Regions from separate parts of the Macaca mulatta genome. Here region 1 is linked to region 2. Evidence: chromatin contacts called from public Hi-C data. All regions are on one chromosome and are shown on one strand. The core of a region is the stretch at or near the end of the contact, and the rest is flanking DNA. Distances in the headings are between cores, read along the strand shown. Region 1 holds the start of UBE2O (ubiquitin conjugating enzyme E2 O). Region 2 overlaps UBE2O (ubiquitin conjugating enzyme E2 O).

Evidence for each region. Hi-C and Micro-C count contacts between places; a contact is called where the count stands out from the background.
Region 1: a Hi-C map of fetal cortex germinal zone shows a contact between it and region 2, with 1.9 times the contacts expected there. The contact joins the promoter of UBE2O here to the enhancer-like site in region 2. A contact is called at or near these places in 5 of 14 Hi-C or Micro-C datasets (blood, cortical neurons, fetal cortex germinal zone and 2 more).

Annotation. Positions count from the first base shown.
Region 1 is chr16:86,202,963-86,207,113 of T2T-MMU8v2.0, reverse strand. It overlaps UBE2O (ubiquitin conjugating enzyme E2 O), which reads left to right and starts at 1,631. Exons shown (of 18, transcript XM_077972831.1): 1 at 1,631-2,056. The coding sequence starts at 1,640. It overlaps LOC144335966 (a long non-coding RNA gene), which reads right to left. Exons shown (of 2, transcript XR_013407301.1): 2 at 2,079-2,721.
Region 2 is chr16:86,162,404-86,166,049 of T2T-MMU8v2.0, reverse strand. The region is part of intron 1 of UBE2O (ubiquitin conjugating enzyme E2 O); the gene reads left to right. Among named protein-coding and RNA genes, the nearest start is that of SPHK1, 32 kb to the right of the region's middle. Within about 2 kb of position 1,704, at least 14 of the 40 cell types and tissues checked have an H3K27ac peak or open chromatin away from gene starts, as enhancers often do. A contact at or near this core is called in fetal cortex germinal zone, where this site is marked.

The sequences.
Region 1 (4,151 bases), core at 382-2,881, 41 kb before region 2:
ATCTTAGCTCACTGAAACTTCCGCCTCCCAGATTCAAGCAATTCTCCTGCCTCAGCCTCCCAAGTAGCTGGGACTACAGGCACATGCCACCATGCCCAGCTAATTTTTCTACTTTTAGTAGAGAAGGGGTTTCACCATGTTGGCCAGGCCAGTCTCGAACTCCTGACCTTAGGTGATCCATCCACTTCTGCCTCCCAAAGTGCTGGGATTACAGGCATGAGCCACCTGCGCCCGGCCCTAGAGTTACTTTTTATATTTTATTTATTTATTTATTTTGAGACAGAGTCTCACTCTGTTGCCCAGGGTGGAGCGCAGTGGCTTAATCTGGGCTCACTGCAACCTCAGCCTCCCAGATGCAAGCTATTCGCCTGCCTCAGCCTCCTGAGTAGCTGGGACTACAGGCACACGCCACCACGCCCAGCTATTTTTAAATTAAATTAAATTAAATTAAATTAATTTTTTTTTGTATTTTTAGTAGACACGCAGTTTCTCCATGTTGGCCAGGATGGTCTGATCTCTTGACCTCGTGATCCGTCCACCTCGGCCTCCCAAAGTGCTGGAATTACAGGAGTGAGCTGCCGCGCCCGGACTCCTTTTTATATTTTAAAATGACAATTTGGAGCAGACCATAACAGTTCTGCCAGTCTGGAATTTAATCCAGGCAGGGGGGTTGGAAATAGTACAATGGTTAAGCTTATTGAAGGAGCTAAATGCCAGGCACTGTTCTACTTCATGTAATCCTCCCAATTGCCCAGTGAGATGAGTACTGCTATTATCATCCCTATTTCACAGATGAGAAAATTAAGGTGAAACTAAGTTAATCAGTGTGCCTATTTTTACAGATTAGTAAGTGGCAATGCCAAAAATTGGAATCCATGGCCCCCACTCTTAGCTACCTCACTATACTACCTCTTGCCATTCATTCTTGGCTTCAGGGAGCTTTGAACTCATCTAAATGGATCTATACCCAAACCATTGGGGCCACTGATCCTTTTGTTCCCTTTCTCTGGGCCTCCTTCACCAGTTCCTGGGTCAATTCCTGAGGGGTTATGACGTTCCAAACTGCTTGGAATTCCCGAATACGGTGCATTATACATATGCTCTATACACATCTATTATAGCCTTACAAGTTGGGGTTGTTTTTTATCTATTTAATGTGTATTTGTTTTGTCTCCCCAACTAGACTGGAAACACCTCGAGGACAGGGACAGTATCTTTCTCTTTCTGCAACCCTCGCAGTGCCTGGGGACTAGGCTAGGACGCCAAGGGAGCTCATCAAAAGTTGTTGACAGGCTCTCCACCATCCTGTGCCTCACCCCGACCACTCCCCTCTGCCTCGGTGGCCACTCCACTTCCTCCTCCCGGCCCGCCCCTTCTCTTTCCCTTTAGTTTAATCCTGTCTGGCCTCGACCCCACTTAGTGGATTCCATTCTGCCCCCGCCCCCCGCGGCATCTTCAGCGTCCCCTAGCGACGAGGCGGTGGCTCCTAGCAACTGCATCCCGGCTCCCTGACGACGGCGCCACGCAGGGACACGTCAGCGCGCCATGGCCCCGCCCCCGGCGCCCGCTGGTCCCGCCTCCCCGCGCCTCGTTCGCCGCCGCTGCTGCCGCCGCCGCCCGGGACTCGCGCAGAGCAGTTATGGCGGATCCCGCAGCCCCCACGCCCGCAGCTCCTGCTCCCGCCCAGGCCCCGGCTCCAGCCCCGGAGGCGATCCCGGCCCCAGCCGCAGCCCCTGTCCCGGCGCCGGCGCCCGCCTCGGACTCGGCCTCTGGGCCGTCCTCGGACTCCGGCCCCGAAGCCGGCTCGCAGCGCCTGCTGTTTTCTCACGACCTGGTGTCGGGCCGTTACCGGGGCTCCGTGCACTTCGGGCTGGTGCGCCTCATCCACGGCGAGGACTCGGACTCGGAGGGCGAGGAGGAGGGCCGCGGCAGCTCGGGGTGCTCCGAGGCCGGGGGCGCGGGCCACGAGGAGGGCCGGGCCAGCCCGCTGCGCCGCGGCTACGTGCGCGTCCAGTGGTACCCGGAGGGCGTCAAGCAGCATGTGAAGGAGACCAAGGTGCGGCGGGCGGGGGCTGGGCGGCGCGGGAGGCAGGGGGTCGGCGGCCGGGCCGAGGCCAGGGAGGGACCGCATCGGGGCCCTGCCCGGAGCGGTGCCACTGCAGTGGCCGAGGCAGGAGGACAGCCCCAGTGGAGGGTACACTCCATGCAAAGTCATTGCAGCAGCTCTGGGCGCACACACCAGCCGGGCACTGCTGGCCCGGGACCGGGCGGGCGCTGGGCTTCCCGACTTGAGGGGACTTCTAAGCCATGCTACGCTGTGGTGTCGACCTCGAGATTTGGAAACGTGGACCGACTCCCGTGGGGACTCCTCAGGCCCTGGGGCGCGTTCGGCATTACACCAGTGCGGCGTTTTGCTGACCCCCAAGGAGCTCGGTGCTGCGTTGTGCATCCAGAAATGAAGGCCGTGCCGGGTCCATGCAGGGAGGGGTTGTGGGCATTCCAAAACAAAGATAGAGGTGAAAATCCCAGCCGAACCCAAGAAGTTCACTAGCTTACAGGCTGCATTATGGTCAAGCCACCCAGTCTCTTTTTGTTTTACCCTGCTGCCTCATTTTAATTGCTACAGGGAACTTTGTGAGTAAAAACATTAGCAATCAGAGCCGCGATATGAATAGTACTGGGGGGTGGGGGGAATTCTGACAGCTGCTACCCGGATTGAGACTTCTTGAAAAAAATATTCCAGAACCCTAGGTAGAGGGTAGTCACCAATTTGGAAACCTGAAGGGTTTTTCTTGACCTGAGGCTGTTAAGCAGACATCTGACTCCCATATGGTTTTTGGGGTGATGCTAGTGAATATAGCAGTTTTACAAAACAAAGAGGCTTGCCGTCATAAACCCGAAACCTTGAACCCGAGTTGGTTTGGTGGCTTGTTTTCCGGAATGTGAATTCCTATCAGTAATTGACACACACACACACCCCTGTATCTCATACCCCTTCTTCCTCTCCTACTTCCCCTCCCCTTCAAGAAAATATTTCTAAGCAGGAATCAGGCCTACACTGTTTTAGGTCCTTGGGAGGTTGAGAGGTCTGATTTCAGGGGAGGGCACTTTGGAAGTTGATCTGGGTTTCTCACACAGTGGGAGACAAAGACTACAGAGGAATGGGGCTTCATACCAAACTACAAAGGGGGGTCTGTGACAACGGCTTGAGAAGGAAGAAGGCCCCACTCCAGAGAAGAGCCCGTGATCCATTTCCTAGCGGCAGAAGTGATTACTGATACCAGCACTCTTTTTGTTGGGGATGCACGTACATCCACAGACACAAATCCACACACAGGACCCTGCTTTCCCTCAGAGAAATGCGAATCAGGCAACAGCTCTGAGATTTGGAAGGAAAATTATCAGTCCATTTACAAGAGTATTTGGAAAATATTACTTGTGCAGCAGAATGCTGATTAAAAATTACCCAGTATTGTGTCAGGAAAAGAGGGTTATTGCTGTGTACTGTGTGACACCATTGCTGGTGTCTTTCTGTGAGTTTTTGAGAATGTTTTTCACCACCCGTCTACTCGAGAGGTTTGTAACTTTTGGAACGTAACTCATTTGACTGCAGCATCCTCTGTGTTGTGGCCTCCTGCCCTGGGACTCAGGGGGAGGCAGGCCCAGCTCACTACTGGGAGCCGCCATGTTTATCAGTTGTTGTTCCCCTCCGTCTTGACTCTGGTGGTTAACTTTGTTTACAGTTATGTTCTGTCTGCCTCCTGCACCATGTGTAATTATACAGAGTTTGACTTGAACTACCTATTTTGGAGTAAAATCGAAAACAAAGGCTGGGCGCGGTGGCTCATGCGTGTAATCCCAGCACTTCGGGAGGCCGAGGCGGGCGGATCACCTGAGGTCAGGAGTTCAAGACCAACCTGACCAACATGGAGAAACCCCGTCTCTACTAAAAACACAAAATTAGCCATGCTTGGTGGCACAGGCCTGTAACCCCAGCTGCTCAGGAGGCTGAGGCAGGAGAATTGCTTGAAACCGGGAGGTGGAGGTTGCGGTGAGCTGAGATGGTGCCATTGCACTCCAACCTGGGCAACAAGAGTGAAACTCTTTCTCGAAAGAAAAGAAAAAAAAAACTTTGAGGGACCACTTTGGAT
Region 2 (3,646 bases), core at 455-2,954:
GTGGAAAGGTGGGCAGTTGAGGGTCTTGGGACCTAATGATCCAGCCAAGAAGTGACATTTTGGTCAACTCCCACTCTCCAGGCCGGCTGGTGTCCCAGTGATGCCAGCATCCCGGGATGGTGTTCATTTCATCTGCCTTGAAATAGTAAGTGCAGGTGTTTGAGAAGCACGGGGAGGTGGTGTGGGCTCAGCAAGGTGGTGTCTTTTCCACGTGAGGTCTGTCATGGCTGAGAGCAGGCCCTGCCCCACTTCTTGGACACAGCCCCTTCAAGGGCTCCTCTTCTCCTGGGGAGCATAGCTACAGGGGAACACCGCTGTTTCCCCAAAACTAGAATTTTCCCAGAAGCAGCTCAGAGGGATGCAGTCCCTTTTAGCTGTTTCTCGGGGGGTGTGCATCAGAATCATTTGGGGAACTTTTTCAGTTGATTCCCAGGCAGCAGGTCTGGGGCCTGAGAGTCTGCATTTCCAGCAAGCTGAGGGAAGATGCTGGGCTGCCAGTCCAGGGCCACACTTTCTATATATATAGAGAGAGAGAGTCTCACTCTGTTGCTCAAGCTGTAGTGCAGTGGTGCGATCTCAGCGCACTGCAACCTCAGCCTCCTGGGTTCAAGCAATTCTCCTGCCTCAGCCTCCTGAGTAGCTGGGATTACAGGTATGCACCACCACGCCCAGCTAATTTTTGTATTTTTAGTAGAGACAGGGTTTCACCATGTTGGCCAGGCTGGTCTCTAACTCCTGACCTCAAGTGATCCACCCACCTCGCCCTCCCAAAGTGCTGGGATTACAGGCGTGAGCCACGTTGCCAGGCCCAGGGCCACACTTGAATGGCAGCATGGTTCCAGTTGGTCCAGGGGTAGCAAGGGCCATGCTCAGGGACCAGACAGGTCAAATGAGGAAGGACAGGTGAGCAAAATAAAGGCTCTGGAGTCCTGGCACTTGGGTGACCTTAGGCAGGTCACTTACCTCTGCAAGCCACCCAGTCTGCTGTGGAGTGAGAGCAAGAGTGGCCCCTCCTCCGTGGGGTCACATGGTTGGAAGAGGCGGTGCACGTGGGGTTCTTTCCTGGCGGGCTCCGTCAGGGTCAGTTGGTGTGATTAGCAGCCTGGGCCCTCATTCCGTTGCTCCGTCAGGGTCAGTTGGTGTGATTAGCAGCCTGGGCCCTCATTCCGTGAGCTAACATGGCATCAGACACTAAGGGGTGTGGAGGCTGTGAACTTCTCTGTGTCTGGCCAACTGGCCGACTCTTTTCTTTCAGGGATGCCCGGCAGCCACAGGACCGCAGCCTGTATCTGAAATGGAGCAGTCCAGGCCCACTGGTTAGGCAGTGATATCCCAGTCAGGCCTGACAAGAACAGGACATGAAATCGTGCTGATCACTGTTCTGCCTTTTACTTATACTTTTGAGGAAGGAGGCTGCCTTCTCCTAAAGATGCCCATCTGTCCCCTCCCTTCAAATGCAGGAGGCCTGGGCTGTTCTTGTCTTTTTTTAAGCCAGGTTGACAAACCGAGAGCCAAGCCAAGGGGTGCAGGCTGGCTCCCAGCTCCTGCTGCCAACTGCACATATTGCATATCAAACACCGCAGCATCTGCAGAGACCAGCCCGCTGGCCCCCTGCCAGGCCGATCTCTGCAGTCCTTCCCCATCACTTAGCAGGCAGTTGGATTCAGTCCCCTTTCTCTGTCCCTCGGGCAGGCTCTGCCTCCAGGCCATTCCAGCAAGCTGGCGAGCTGTAACCGAGTTTCCAGGCGTTGATGCAGCGGCACTGCATTGCCCGGCCTGAGAGTCTGCAATGAGATCAGAGAGGATGTCAGGGATGAGGGCGTGGGGGCTGTCCCTGGTGTGCAGTTCCCCTGCAACCCGGGGCCGCTTGCCTTCCCCTGCTGCCACCCAGAAACAGGACTCAGTTTCTGTTCCCCCCACCCAGCTTAGTGCTCTATTTACTTGTATATAACTGTTTTCAGGTGTAATTTCATTTTATCTCCCTCATCTCAGTGTAAGTTCTAGAGAGCTAATGCCCATTCTTAATTACATATTTGTATTCTTGTCTTGTCCTAAGTCTATAGAAAATACTCAAAAACTATTGAATCAGTTAACAGTCAGCACAGCTTCTCTGTTGAATGGCTTCCATAGCTCATGATTGACAGAATTTTCCAGCTAGGGGCACCGGAGGTTCTCCCTCCCCTTCCCCAGGCATGTGAGGCCCCCTGGCCATTTGTGCTTTGCTGGTAAAACCTTCTGTCCTCAGGTGGGCAGTGAGCTGATTGCTGGGTTATCAGGGCTCAGCCACGTGGTGGTCAACTGCTCTGAGAAAGTCCTCACACTGGCACCAGCCGGAGTTACTGACCAGTCGTATCCTCAAATCCAGTCCAAACTGGAAACTCAGGCTTAGGAGGAGGCTGGAAGAGGAGTCCAGCTCCAACAGGAGGCCCCATTTTCTGCCTCTCCTAGTTTTACTGTTTGAGCCCATTTAGTAGCATTTGAAGTCAGGTCAGAAAGTTAAAGTTCCTCACCCTAAAAGTGCCTGAGTGTGACTGTGTGGGTCTTGGGTTTTGTGTTGGTTTGTGTGTTTTTTGGTTCCAAGACCAGCTTCTGATGAGAGGGATGTCTTCCCTCTGATGTAACTGCCCTGAAGCCTGGCTAGAGAGGACTGAGAGTCGGCGCAGGTGCTGGGTAGAGAATTCAGTAGAATGGAGATTTTCCAGCTTCTCAGCAGTCACCCACAGTAAAATACAATTTTATATCATGACCCAGGACACATATGTTATATATGCAACTGAAAGGATTTTTTCAAAGTATTTTAACTGCAATTACTTTTGTGCTAACCTAATAGTACTTATTCTCACCACATGTATATTAATGCACTCAGATTTTTTTTTCCAGTGTTGACCATGACCCACTAAATTGGTTCCATAACCGACTAACGGGTCACAACACATGGTTTGAAAAAAAGTACTGCTTTGGGGAATGTGCCATTCTAAGATTTCCGCAGCTTTTTCAGAAATCCACACTGGGATAAACTTTCCAATCTGATGTAAGTAGCTTCTCAGGTCATCAAGCTGCATTAACATTGTGTGATGGGGCTGAATGTCACTGACCCTTACTTCCTCCACCCCATCTCTACATCAGATTCTTGCAAAATCTTTAAAGACAATATATGTACCTTATTTTATGTTTGTATTCTTGTCTAGCCTTGAATCTGTAGGAATCACTAAAAAAGTGGGATCCTAGGCTTCAGCAAGGTTTCCTGCTTCCACCCCCCAAAACTGAGTTGAGTTTTTTTGTTTTGTTTTGTTTTTGAGGCAGAGTCTCACCCTGTCTTCTGGTCACCCAGGCTGGAGTGCAATGGTGCAATCTTGGCTCACTGCAACCTCCGACTCCCGGGTTCAAACGATTCTCCTGCCTCAGCCTCCTGAGTAGCTGGGATTACAGGTGCCCACCCCCATGCCCAGCTAATTTTTGCATTTTTAGTAGAGACCATGTTGGCCAGGCTGGTCTCGAACTCCTAACCTCGTGATCCGACTGCCTCAGCCTCCCAAAGCACTGGGATTACAGGCGTGAGCCACAGCGCCCGGCCGAGTTGGGTTTCTTAGTCTGAAAAATATCTATATGTGCACTAACACACGTGACCCCTTTCTTGGACTATAGT